Regions from separate parts of the Ovis aries genome. Here region 1 is linked to region 2. The links are chromatin contacts, called in public Hi-C maps. All regions are on one chromosome and are shown on one strand. The core of a region is the stretch at or near the end of the contact, and the rest is flanking DNA. Distances in the headings are between cores, read along the strand shown.

Region 1 (2,858 bases), core at 146-2,645, 100 kb before region 2:
ACAAGCCGGTGAGCGCCCTAAGCATCAGGGTTCATGCTTTTTTTTTAAAGTTTGTATTTGCTCTATTCTCTTCACAGTATTTGGGGGTGGCAGGGTTTCAGGGCTCAGTGACGGTCGCACACCAGGGACCACCGTGAGGTATCTGAAAGTATCCTGGAAGATGCTGAGGATACAAAACATGCATAATTTCCCAAAGGAAAGCGGGGAGTAGGTTTTTAAGTCATTGCTTATCTGATCCAGAGCACCGCAGGGAACTCTGAATCCAGTTGACACCTCTAAGAAACACCCCTCATTCGGTGGAGGGCTTTTCAACTTCTTCCAGCGGTCTGCGAACTCTATGGGCTAATTTTTGGAGGTCCAGCCTCACCCAGCCTTGGTGCAACGTCATTCACGGGCACGAATGTAGACGTCGGGGTCCTAGCAACCCCAGCTGCAGCCGGTCCCTTCAGGGGACTGCCGCTGTTGGTCGTTGTAAACAAACTACTACTTTCTGGAGGCAGCAGTGACTCACTCCTTCTTGCTTCTTTCCTCTGGAGTCGGAGGAGAGGTGACCAGAAGGTGGAGGCAGCCGAAAGAGCGGGAGAGAGGCAGGGGAAAGTCTAGACATCGTTTCCTTCCATTGTCTTCCCTTCCTCCTCGGCCCTCCCTGCCCGCTTCTCCCTTCTGGTGGGTGGACGTCCCCCGCCCCCACGCCTTGGTCCGGGGCCCAGAGACGATGGGGTTCAGCCCCCTCACTGTTTGTTGGCTAAGTTCACAGCTCCTAGTATTCCAAGTGCTTTCAAGCAGCCAAAGCACGGGAAACGAACCGCTTTCGGCCTCTCCCCTCCCGGAGGGCTTCCTCCTTGGGTTGGTTTGGAAACTTCACCCGGACACCGAAGAAGCTCCGCCCCGGTAGTTTTGAACCGGCCGCTGGCCGAGGCCCCCGCCGGGTCCCCAGGCTCTGCCCTCGGGGAAGTGGCCTGGGGCCCGTCGCCAGGCCGAGAGGGGTGGGCTTCTTTGGAAGGCAAGCCCAGATCCCCCGGGGCGTCCGACCGGCCCGGGCCTGCAGGGCGGGGTGGGCGCATGGCCCATCCCTGACTCCGAAGACCCGCGCCCTCCCATCTCACCACCGGGGGGGACCCCTGCCCCCCGCTAACTGAGGCCCCTAGCCCCGCACCCGCCCGCGCGTCCCCCTCCACCTGGTCTAGCCCGCGGGAGCCGCGCGGACCTCTACCCGGCCCGGCCCGGCGGCGGCGCGGACCGCTGCGGCCTAGGGCGCCGGGCGGCCGCGAGCCTCCTCCCCCTCCCGGAAGCGCGGGGCGGGGTCCCCGGCCCGGCCGCGGGGGCGGGCGCGGGGGCCGGGCCGGGGCGGGGCGCGCTCGGCGCTCGCGGGCTCGGCCGGCGGTGCGCGCCCCACTCCAGCTCCAGGCGCCAGCGCGCGGGCCCAGGCCGCCCGGTTCCAGTCCAGCAGCAGCGGCGGCGGCGGCGGCGGCGGCAGCAGCAGCAGCAGGGCGGCCGCTCGTAGGGAGGCCCCGCGCTCCTCGCAGCCCGTCCCCGGCGCGGTGCATGGAGACGAGGCCCGCCACCCGCCCCTGAGCCCGCCGCCCGGCCCAGGACCCACGGGGGGCTAGGGTGGCCTCGGGCTCCGGCCGGCCGGCCCCCCATCTCCCGCCCCCGGCCGCCCGAGGAGGGCTGCGCGCGGCCCGCGGGCCTCGTCGCCCGCGCGGATCGCCGCGGCCCGGCCGTCCCGTCCCAGGAAGTGGCCGTCCTGACCGCCATGGCTCACTCCCCGGTGCAGTCGGGCCTGCCCGGCATGCAGGTACAGGCAGGAACCGGGCCGCCGAGGGGCGGGAGGGATGCGCGGGCCGGGGCGGAAGCGGGGAACTTGGCGGTGTAAACACGGCCGCTCCCCCAACCCCCAGTTCCCCCGAACGCTGCCCCTTCCGGGGTCGCGCCGGCCTCCCGCGCCGCGCTCGCCGCCTCCGGGGCGTCCTGCCCGGCCCCGCGGCCCGGGTCTCGCGGGTGGGGTGGGGGTCGTGAAGGGACCTGGGGGGCCGCGGCCCGGAGGCGGCCCTCGCGGGCCGGGAGTCCCGGTGGTCCGGGGAGGGGAGAATGTGCGCTGCTGGCCCAGTCGCCCTCCTCGCGTCCCCCTCCCGAGCAGCAGGCCCCGCGCCGGCCCATCCCCTGGGAAGAAGTGATGTGGAGAAATGCCCTTGGAGGCCCGGCTCGTTCTCGGGGCCCGGGTGCGGGCTAGGGGTGGGCAGCGGTGGAGGCCCTTGTCCCTCCCCACCCCCCCTACCCCGGAGAGGGGGCCCCCGGGCGCGCCCCGGCTCGTCCCGGCCCGGCGGGTGGAGGAGACAGGGCGGGGAGAGGAAGGGGTAAGCGCCAGCTCCGCTTTCAGCGCGTTGCTCCGCGCGCTTCCTCCCGGTGCAGACGGACGGGAAGGTGCGAAGCCTGGAAGTCCGTTCTGGAAGGGAGGAATCGATCGGACAGCTTGCACTCGGACAGCGTGGGTCCCGGGACTCTGGGCTGGACTTGGAAACTCGATTGGATCCGACCACGGAGAGTCCCTTCCCACTAACCCTCTCCGTGGCTTCTTTGTGGCCTGTTGGCCTCCCAGCGGCTTAATAATTTTTTTCTGGAGTGGGGGCGAGGATGCATCAAAGAAAGTTTTTCGCCTTCGGGGATTATGTTTAGGCGTTTGAAAAATAAAAACCACCTTCCTCGGCTAGTTTGTGATGTGTATAAACGGGTAAATGGTGGCAAATGTTTGGGATTAAAAATCTCAACGGAACGGTTACGGTATCTCTCAAAAGTTTTGTTCCCCCCAGGTTAGCCGGGCGAGGGAACGTACGAACTTTAAGAAAACAATCACAAGT
Region 2 (2,928 bases), core at 303-2,802:
GCACTGACAACTGCTTTCACAGCTTGCCCCAAGATGTAAGACCCAGAAGACTCAGAACTTGTACGTGAATGTGGGCAAATGAGCTAGCCTGGCTCCTTCTGTTCTATCTCTTGGCTAAAAGGAAGACCTCTGCCCCTGGGTCTCTATACTATGGAGCCAGTCTCATTGATCAGGGAGCTCTCACAGGTACTGGGATTTTTTTTTCTCTCATGTTGTCTTTTGACCTGAAACTTAGCCTTTGGGCCACTAAAGGACTAAGTGGCCCAAAGGGCTCAGCTACTTTTGCCATTAACTGGAAAACAAGTTCAAGATCAAAAAGTGTGCCATGCATAGTGTCTGAACCAGCGTCCAGGTTAAGGCCTGATGTTTCCAGGGAAAGTCACGCTTCCATTATCCTAGGGAAACAGGTGCATCCTTGCATTGGCCAGAGGGAACCCAGATCTTATGAGATACTTAAAGAAGCGGATGTCTGGGCTGAAGGTAGCTGCTGGTAGGATGGCCTTACAACGCTCACTCGCTTGGGAGACTGCCCACAGCTCAGGAGAAGTGTCCCGTCTGCAGGTGCCGAGGAACACTTACCTTTCAAACGTGTATTCGCTTTCGGCCCTGAAGTAGTACACGTGGGACTTGAAATGCAGCTTGAACACGTAATCTTTGTGGATGTCCTCGGACTCTGAGGGGATGGTGAGCGAGTAGCCAAGCAGAGGCAGGCTGGCAAGGGGGTGATTGTCCTGGAAAGAGGGTAGGGGGTGTTTTGGAGAGGCGGCCGCAGGCGTGGAGCCTGCCTGCAGCCTCTCGCCCTATCATGGTCAGTTTTAGCTGAGAGGTCCTGGCCTGGATGGGTTAGCTGGACACCAGCGTGTCAGCAACCTGTTAAAGCCATCTCCCCCCTCCCTGGTCCAACCGGCAGACAGATGGCCCTTTTCAAGGTGGAAGCCTCCACTTGGACCTGAGGGGTCTCTGATGGCTGTGCCCTTGCATGGCCTGGCTGGGCGGCTCAAGTTCATCCTTCCAGAGGAAAGCTGCCTGTCCCCCAAGATCAGAGGGTGCTGGGGGAGGGTCCTTCAGCATCCACCTACCTGGTGCGATTTGTAGAAGAAGAGGCAGAAGTTCGTGAAGACCACCCACAGCTTCTGCCACCCGTTGCTGTTTTTGAATTTCCTCAGCAGGTTCCCAGACAGCTGATTCTGCAAGACAGGGAGGCCTGGAAGGAGTACAGGTGGGGGCGCCCCCACGGACAGGCTTCCCAAGGATGACTTACCAAAATGACCTTTCTCCCTGGTAGGGGGCGAAACCCTTGGGAGAGTGACTTGAACCTGGTTTACTTTCCTGTCTGGTTGAATGATGTCCTCCAGTAATATCTTGAAGTCCTAACTCCCCCCTCCAGTACCTCCCAATGGGACCATACAGGGAAATAGGGTCATCAGATGTAGAATGAGGAGGATACAGGCCTGTATCCACTATGGCTGACGTCCTCATGAGGAGAGGACGTGCCTACGTGGACCCAGACTGACTCAAGCGATGTGTCTACACCCCCCAACACACCAAGGCTGGCCTTCAACCCCAGAAGCCGGGGAGGCGAGGAAGCTTCCTGCCTCACGGGCTTCAGAGGGAGCCTGTGCCCCTAGCCACAGTGAGTCTGGATTTCTGACCTCCAGGACAACCTGTTGGCGGTGTTTGTTACAGCATCTCTGAGAAAGGACCCCTCCCTGTCCATTCTAAGCTCTGGGGAGCCCCACGCCAGCCAGCGGCTCCTGACCGCCACCTGGTGGCTGTGGCTGGAACGTAGCTTTCAACGCAGTGCCTTCTGAGGCCGTCCTCCGCCCTGCACAGACAGCACTGGTGGGATCAGGCATTCCTGAACTCACATCACTGTGCACTCCCAGCCGAGTCCTCCCTCCAGAGCCCCCGTGTCACCTCTCGGAGGACCCTAAGAAGGCGCCTCCACGACTCTGATAAGCCAGCAGCTCCTTGCCAGGAAGACTCAACGAAAAGAAGTGGACGGTGACGATCGCATAGCCTTGTCATCGCCACCACTAAATCGTTCACTTCAAAATGGTGAAATAGGCAAACTCACCACAATAAAAAATATATATATACAATTATACCTGTCTACTGTACTCTCTCCCTTTGGGACTTTTCTGTATTTACTCAAACAGGCACTTTTAATTAACGCCCCTAAGAAAGGAGTTTAAATTGACGACAGGTTGCCCGCGGTCTGATGGGCAAACGGAGTGGTCGGCTGAGGGAAGGAAGGAGGCAGAGCTGTTGCCCATGGCCAGGGGCACTGCGGACAGTGTGCCATCACCCCTTCCGGCTGCCACTCGCCCACTGGCGGGAGTTTCAGCAGGTGAGCGTGGCAACCAAGCGGTGCTTTGATGCTTCTGCAACAGTGTTAAGGTTCCACACACGTCTCACTGTGGAGGAAGGAGATTAGCACATTTTTCTTTCCTTATGCTGCTTATTTTTTTATACTGAATCCAATAACTTCCTCCAGACAGAGTCCAAAAAATCCTTTCTCTTGGCTGCAGTTGTCTTTGGAACTGCCACCTTAAAACCACTGGCCTGGGGCTCACTTCCATGGGCTGCAGCCCTCAGCAGATTTTTCCTCCAAGGATCACAGAGCAAGTATTTGGATCTCTATAGTAACCATTCAAAAATGGAAAACCCCCATTCTTCACTGACAGGCTAGAACCAGGCAGGAGGTGGGCAGGATCTGGGCTGTGGTCACCACGTGCTGACCGGCTCTGCCACTCAGCCGACCCTGCACACACGGGGTTGCACAAGGCTGACTGTCACCCAGAGGGCTGTGTCTGGGCGGCGTCCTGTGTGCCTCCAGGGATTAAAGAGGCGGTTTCTTACCGAATTCTCTACTTCTCTATGGCCCTGACTACACGTAAAGATGAGTATAAAGAGGATTTCTCATGC

What was found. A called contact is a pair of places that touch in the nucleus more often than the background predicts.
Region 1: a Hi-C map of hypothalamus shows a contact between it and region 2, with 1.7 times the contacts expected there. The contact joins the promoter of STK24 here to the enhancer-like site in region 2. A contact is called at or near these places in 3 of 16 Hi-C or Micro-C datasets (hypothalamus, muscle and tail adipose tissue).

The regions. Positions count from the first base shown.
Region 1 is chr10:74,892,269-74,895,126 of ARS-UI_Ramb_v3.0, reverse strand. It overlaps STK24 (serine/threonine kinase 24), which reads left to right and starts at 1,395. Exons shown (of 11, transcript XM_012184878.4): 1 at 1,395-1,798. The coding sequence starts at 1,757. LOC121820461 (a long non-coding RNA gene) reads right to left here and starts at 1,279. Exons shown (of 2, transcript XR_006061002.2): 1 at 1,179-1,279; 2 at 1-530.
Region 2 is chr10:74,790,350-74,793,277 of ARS-UI_Ramb_v3.0, reverse strand. It overlaps FARP1 (FERM, ARH/RhoGEF and pleckstrin domain protein 1), which reads right to left. Exons shown (of 27, transcript XM_042255017.2): 25 at 1,080-1,187; 26 at 580-731. Among named protein-coding and RNA genes, the nearest start is that of TRNAC-ACA, 29 kb to the left of the region's middle. Within about 2 kb of position 1,552, at least 4 of the 54 cell types and tissues checked have an H3K27ac peak or open chromatin away from gene starts, as enhancers often do. A contact at or near this core is called in hypothalamus, where this site is marked.